2 separate regions of the Hordeum vulgare genome follow, and region 2 is linked to region 1. A link is a contact called in public Hi-C data. All regions are on one chromosome and are shown on one strand. The core of a region is the stretch at or near the end of the contact, and the rest is flanking DNA. Distances in the headings are between cores, read along the strand shown.

The links. A called contact is a pair of places that touch in the nucleus more often than the background predicts.
Region 2: a contact with region 1 is called in a Hi-C map of leaf, with 3 times the contacts expected there. The contact joins the enhancer-like site here to the promoter of LOC123429162 in region 1. A contact is called at or near these places in 2 of 6 Hi-C or Micro-C datasets (leaf and seedling) and 1 of 1 datasets of contacts at active chromatin or transcription factors (embryo).

What each region holds. Positions count from the first base shown.
Region 1 is chr1H:223,251,466-223,254,587 of MorexV3_pseudomolecules_assembly, reverse strand. It overlaps LOC123429162 (carbon catabolite repressor protein 4 homolog 1-like), which reads right to left and starts at 1,251. Exons shown (of 13, transcript XM_045113226.1): 1 at 1,063-1,251; 2 at 505-800. The coding sequence starts at 662.
Region 2 is chr1H:223,384,525-223,387,498 of MorexV3_pseudomolecules_assembly, reverse strand. No RefSeq gene overlaps it. Among protein-coding and RNA genes, the nearest start is that of LOC123429162, 130 kb to the right of the region's middle. Within about 2 kb of position 1,283, at least 3 of the 3 cell types and tissues checked have open chromatin away from gene starts, as enhancers often do. A contact at or near this core is called in leaf and seedling, where this site is marked.

The sequences.
Region 1 (3,122 bases), core at 2-2,501:
CAGAGTTCTAAGCACAACCAAATCAGACAGCTTATTGACTTGCTCGATGAATAATCAATTATTCTTATAACCATTCTGTATTATCCCATTTGGTGGCTTAATATGTCATAGACTCAATAGTTTTATCCGTAAGGGAATCAAGATACGACTTCTGAGTCCTGAGAACTGTACTGCGTCTCCAACTCAACAATCTAGTTATGTCTCAAAGGCAACCATTGGCATTTAATATTCTCTGTGCTTCCATTCATTTACAAAAACACAAAATTGGCTTGTTAGAGCAATTCATGCTCCAAATTGATACAGTTGTGCTACATATATACCGGAATTAAGAAGAACAGTACTTTCCTGAGTTTAGTAAGTAGTTAAGCATATAGCAATCTGATCGATACTGAAAGACCCTTCTTTTATCAGAATTCACTAGTACTAACGCACAAGCGGAACTAATCATTCCACAATGCATATCCTATTGAACCAAAAGTTAAGAGTCACGAGCTTCTCGCTCACCATCTGTATCGCATGAAGTGACCATCAACAGCAGCGGTCTCAGGCACATCGTCAGTGGAGATGGCGCCATTGGGCAGACGCAGCAGCACATAAGGGGTGATCTCACACCCCACAATTGGGATCTCCGACGGCAGGTGCACCCGTACCACACTCAGCATCCTCCACCCCTGCTCCTCCTCTGCTGCGCTCTTCTCCACAGCCCCAGCACTAGCACCAGCAGCAGCACCAGCTCCAGCTCCTCACAGGGGCGGGCTTAACACGGGGCATGGGGGTTCAGTTGAACCCCCAAAAAATTTCTGAAAATAAACTGCTGTTAGTAGTGTAATTCGGGATCTCAAAATTTGTAGTCGTAGTTCCGCGAAATGGAGACCAAAATACATGGGTGGGCGGATGCGCCAGCCGCGACTTCATAGTCCACCCTACCGATGGGATGGAACGGGGTTAACTGAGACCAATCTCGAATAAAGGGATCTGGCTGGATTCGATTGCTCGCGGCCAAGAGGAGACCGGAGAAGAAAAAAACGAAGAACAATCCGAGCAAAGCTAGGGCTTCCTTACCAACAAAATGAATCGCTTTCGAGCCACGCCACACCAGCAGCTGCAGAAGGGATCGGAGGAGGAAGATCAGGAGAGACCGCGCGAGCTCCTCCGCTTCGAGATGACAGGCGCGCTTCGGTAGGAGAGAAGGGGGGGGAGGGGTTTCGGCGGCGAGGGACTCCGGGATGGTGCGGTGGATTTGGGAGCAGAAGCATAAACATTTTTTTAGGACATGCTTCATCACTACCTCCTCTCCTTGGGCCGAGCCCATTTTCCATTCTCGCTTTCCACTTTTTTTCGTGCGGCCACATGCTCTGCCCTCATGGCCCATCGTCGCTGGCTTGTTTTTCTTTTGGGAAGCTCTTGTTTGGGCTCGTCTTCGGGAGAGCAACTAGTTGGGAAGCGTTTTTCTGAGAGCCATTTAACGATAATTCTCACGTGCCGTTACTTGGCGCGTTCTCGGTCGTCACAACATGTTGTGTTTTGAGCGTTTTTTATATTATTTTTTTCAAGTGTTTTCGTCTTTTAAGGTGGATTTTTTCCTTTTTGGATGTTTTCTTTTTCACCTGTATTTCTTAATTTTTAATGAAAAAATTATGAAAAACGTGTTTTGTGTTTTTTGCGAGAGGTATGGTCGTGCCTCTCGGAAACAAAAAACATGTTTTCTGTTTATTTTTCTATCATAAGAGGCACGGCTTTGCTTCCGTGAGAGGCACGGTTTTGTTCGTGCCTCTCTGAGACGGAAAAATAAACGCGTTTTTTCATGATAGGCATGGTTTTGCTTCCACGAGAGCATGATTTTGTATTCGCGAGGGGCACGATCGGAATTGAAAAACAAACGTGTTCTTTGTTTTCTTTTCTATCGCGAAACACATGATTTTTTGCTTGGTTTTTTTGTGACTCTTCAAACTCTATCAACATGAGATATAGTTTTGAAGATCTCAACGTAAGGAATCCAACGATGAAAACGATTCAAGATTTGAATGCACGGTTTAAGAGATAAAACATTTGAAAAATACGAATCTATCAAAAAGGAAAAAATTTCAGGTTGCGACAAGTGGCACACATGAAATGCGTCACTTGTCACAACCTAGATGGTAGAACTCATCTTTGAAAGAAGTACTCTTCAATTGGTAATGTCGCATGTTTGGGCGCACCTTAAGCGTCTAAACAGGTGGCTGTCGCCCACCTCATGGACTGGCCCACGATGCCTATCCTAGCAAAATTGCCTCACGGAAAAAATATGCAAAACCGTGTGTCCACGAGGACTTGAAGTCGCGCCATGTGCTAACAACTACACCTCTTAAACGCTTGTGATTGATAGGAACGCAAAAGGTTTAAGAACAATTGTATCCGTGTTATTTATTAGATATTTGTATTATTTGAAAACTGTTTCAAAAAAGATGATTTATTTTATGAAAATACTTCATCAAATTTCAAACAAGTTTCATGAAATTTAAAAAATAGTTCATTGATTTTTTTAAAGCTCATCGAATTTGAAAAAAGTCCATCAAATTTGAAAAAAATCCATCGATTTGAAAACAATTCATTAAATTTTAGAAAGTTCGTCCATATTTTTCCAACGGGCCATGGAATTTGAAAAAAAATTCAGTGAAATTTTAAAAAGTTCATGGATTTTCAAAAAAAATACGATTTTCAAAAAAAGTTCATCAATTTTAAGAAAAAGTCCATGAATTTGAAAAAAGTCATCAAACCACGAAGAAGAAGAAAGAAAAAAGGGATAAACGAAGAAACAAAAAAGTCAATCAATTTTGGAAAACATTTCATCAAATTGAAAAATGATTCATCAATTTTGGAAGAAATTCAAAAACATTTCATCAAACTAAAAAAAGTTCATCACTATCGTAGAAAGATCACAAAATATAAAAATAAAGTTCATCAATGGTCAAAAAACGTTGATCAATTTTTAAAAAGTCATGCAGTTTAGAAAAAAGTGCATCGATTTTCAAAAGTAACTTTACAAATTTGAAACCAAACTGCTTATTGAAGAAAACAAAAACGTTCAGCAATTGAAAAATGTTCGCGCATGTAAGGGGAAAATAGATAAAGGGAAAAGAGAA
Region 2 (2,974 bases), core at 34-2,533, 130 kb before region 1:
CTACACATTTTTCTAGTCAAGTTACATAAGTGGGTCATTTTAATCCGAGCGATGGTTATTTAGATATTTAATAAATCATTTTAACATGACATTTTTGCAAATTTAATAAAACAACAAGTCTAAACATTTTTATCATGGTTGAAAATGGCATATTATTAATATACACAAAATATAAGTAAATTTCCATATATGAAGATTTTTAATCTGACATACAGTTAAATAGTTATTATATGCATGAAGTCTAGGGCTTTTTTCTGAAATTTGTAAACTCTAGATAACTGACAAAATTCATTGGACAGAAAAATGCTAACGGGCCAAATCTGGACGAAGTCTAGGGCCTTTTTCTGAAATTTGTAAAATCTATATAATTGACAAAATTCATTAAACAGAAAAATGCTAACGGGCCAAATCTGGTTCGAAACTGGCCTATGGTTAAGGGCTCAATATAACAATTATTCACGCACGGTGCTGGATAGGGGGTCGGCGTTTGGCTAATCACATCGGGCCACCTCGAGGTGGGTCGGTTTGGTTGAGGGAGCTAGGCCGAGGAGGGGCGCTTGGACGGGCGAGGTCTGGGCTTGGCTGCGGCTTGGTTGGGTGAGATGGGTCGGCCTCCTAGCGGGGCTGGGGATGCTGCGCTTGGTGCGACTCCACGACGCAACTAGGCCGACATGGCTTGGCCTGGCAAGCAGCTGGCCTACGAGCGGGCCAAGCGAGCGACATGCTCGCTCCAGTCCTCGTTCCCGACTGAGGAGACAAACAACAGCAGGAACAGAGCTCCGGCGATGAGCATACTTGGGAATGAGCGGATCAAAATGGGGCAGGACGGATCCGCGAGGTATCGAGTAGATCCGGTGAGGAGGGACCGGATCCGGTGAACAACGGCGGCAGGCGACGGCTTAGGAGCTCCAACGTGCATCGGCCATTGCGGCTCCTGCACGGGTCACGGGGGAGAGAGCACGAGGTTAGGGGGAACGGGAGGAGACAAAGAGGAAGGGACGGAGCGCGGATCTGGCCTACTAGATGCCGACGACACGGGCTGGAGGAGCTTCGACCTGGCGACGGTGTCCGCGCGGTTCCAAGCAGCGGCTGGCTCCATCGGGGCGCAGAGGCGGGGTAGAAGAGAGGCATGGCTTGCGTGAGACCTGGCTCGGGCGCAGAGGCGGGCTAGAAGAGAGGCACGGCTTGCGTGAGACCTGGCTCGGGCGCAGGGGAGAGGCGGCGGGAATACCGGTGGCACACACGGTGCACCCCGCGCTTCGGTTGCCTTGATGCTTCCAAGGGGCTCAGAGGATTGGCTTGGGGTTATGGTTGCTTTTTGGCTGCGAGGGGATCTCGAGGGAGGCTCTGCTTGGGCAGGTCAGGGCTAATTTTTTTAAAATATTGCATTTTTTTATTCTTTTCGAAAAATAATGCGGAAATTTGAATTTTTTTTAAAATAAGGTTGCCTCGACTCAGACGTGGCCGACTAGGGCCTGTCGGCCCACGTGCGGCCGATAAGAGGCAGTCCGCTCAGGTGTAGCCGAAAGGGGCCTTGTCGGTCACGTGGCGGCCAATAAATGACCAGGCCACATCGACGTTGTCGAGTCGGCTACGACCAGGCCGACTGGACCACTCGGCTAGGGCTAGGCCGATTAGTGGTCGGCCACAGCCAGCGCTCAGCCTCCCCCCATGCCACCTTCTTCCTCCTTCTCCCATTCTTCCTTATCTCCTTTCTCTCTTTCTCCTCCTTCTTTCTCTCCCCACACAAAAAATCTCATATTCTTCTTACTACCCGTTTTCCCATATTTTGCATCGTAGTTTTATTGTGTAAGGTCAGGGCAGCCAAACCATCCGTCTCACTCGTGATGGGTAGTTCGTGGTTGTTTTTCTCAAGTTTTTTTGGGTGGTGGTGGTGGAGGTTGAGGTGGAGGTAGGAGTGGTGGTGGTGGAGGTGTGGATGAATGTGGTTGTTGCGTTGGAGTTGGAGGTGGTGCTGCCGGTTGCTCGTTCGTGATTATTGTCGGTGTTGGTCGAGCGTCGTTCGTCGTTCATCACGCTTCAAGGGTAGTTTTTGTTTGTTTAGTGAACTAAGTAGTTGAAAAATTTGTAGGTGATCATGTTAGATTATGACATATTCACTTAAGTGAATTTAGTAGGTTAAATATTTTTAGGTGGTTCGGTAGATTTGTATATATTTAGTTTAGTGAATTAAGTAGTTTAAATATTTTTAGGTGATCTGGTAGATTTGTATATATTTAGTTTAGTGAATTAAATAGTTTAAATTTTTTGGATATAGTTACGTAAGACCATTTAGTACTTTAAATAATTTTAGTTTCTCTGGTTACATTCGGATATATTTAGGCCTGTGAATTAAGTAGCTCACAATTTTCTTAGGTTCTTCCATACATTTGGGAAACACATTTAGGTTTGTCCTTCTTCTCAAAATTTTACTTGTTGAATAATTTATTAGGTCAGCAGAGATGTCTGATTTAGTAAAGTTATGTTTGCATTATGGTCCTGGTACTGTTCGAGAAAATGAGATGGGAACTGATGATCTTAGTGAATTTCAGTAAGTTGAGGTGCCACTGTCTTCCCCTAAAACGTGGTCTGTTAATTAGTTGACAGAATGGCTAGCCAAATGTTTAGGGTTCAATATTCAAACTCACACCGTCGGTGTTCATGCATTATGGACCCGGTCTAGTGCAAATATTTTCTGGTATTTGAAGCATATAGAGCGGGACGACCAGTGGGTGCACTGGTTAAAAGCTTGCGAGCATAGGGGATGTCATCCTGTGGCCTTACTGCTCCCCGTGCTAAAGCCGGTGACTGAACCTGAGATGGAATGTAGCTATGAGTATGGTGAGAGCAGTGTAGGGATGCATGATTCACAGTCAATTCGTGCGTCCCGTGCTGGAGATGATGTTTACGAAGGAGACCAGAGTAGTCAGGCAGAAGGGGGAGATGCAGATGATTATGTCAGGGGCGAGGTGGA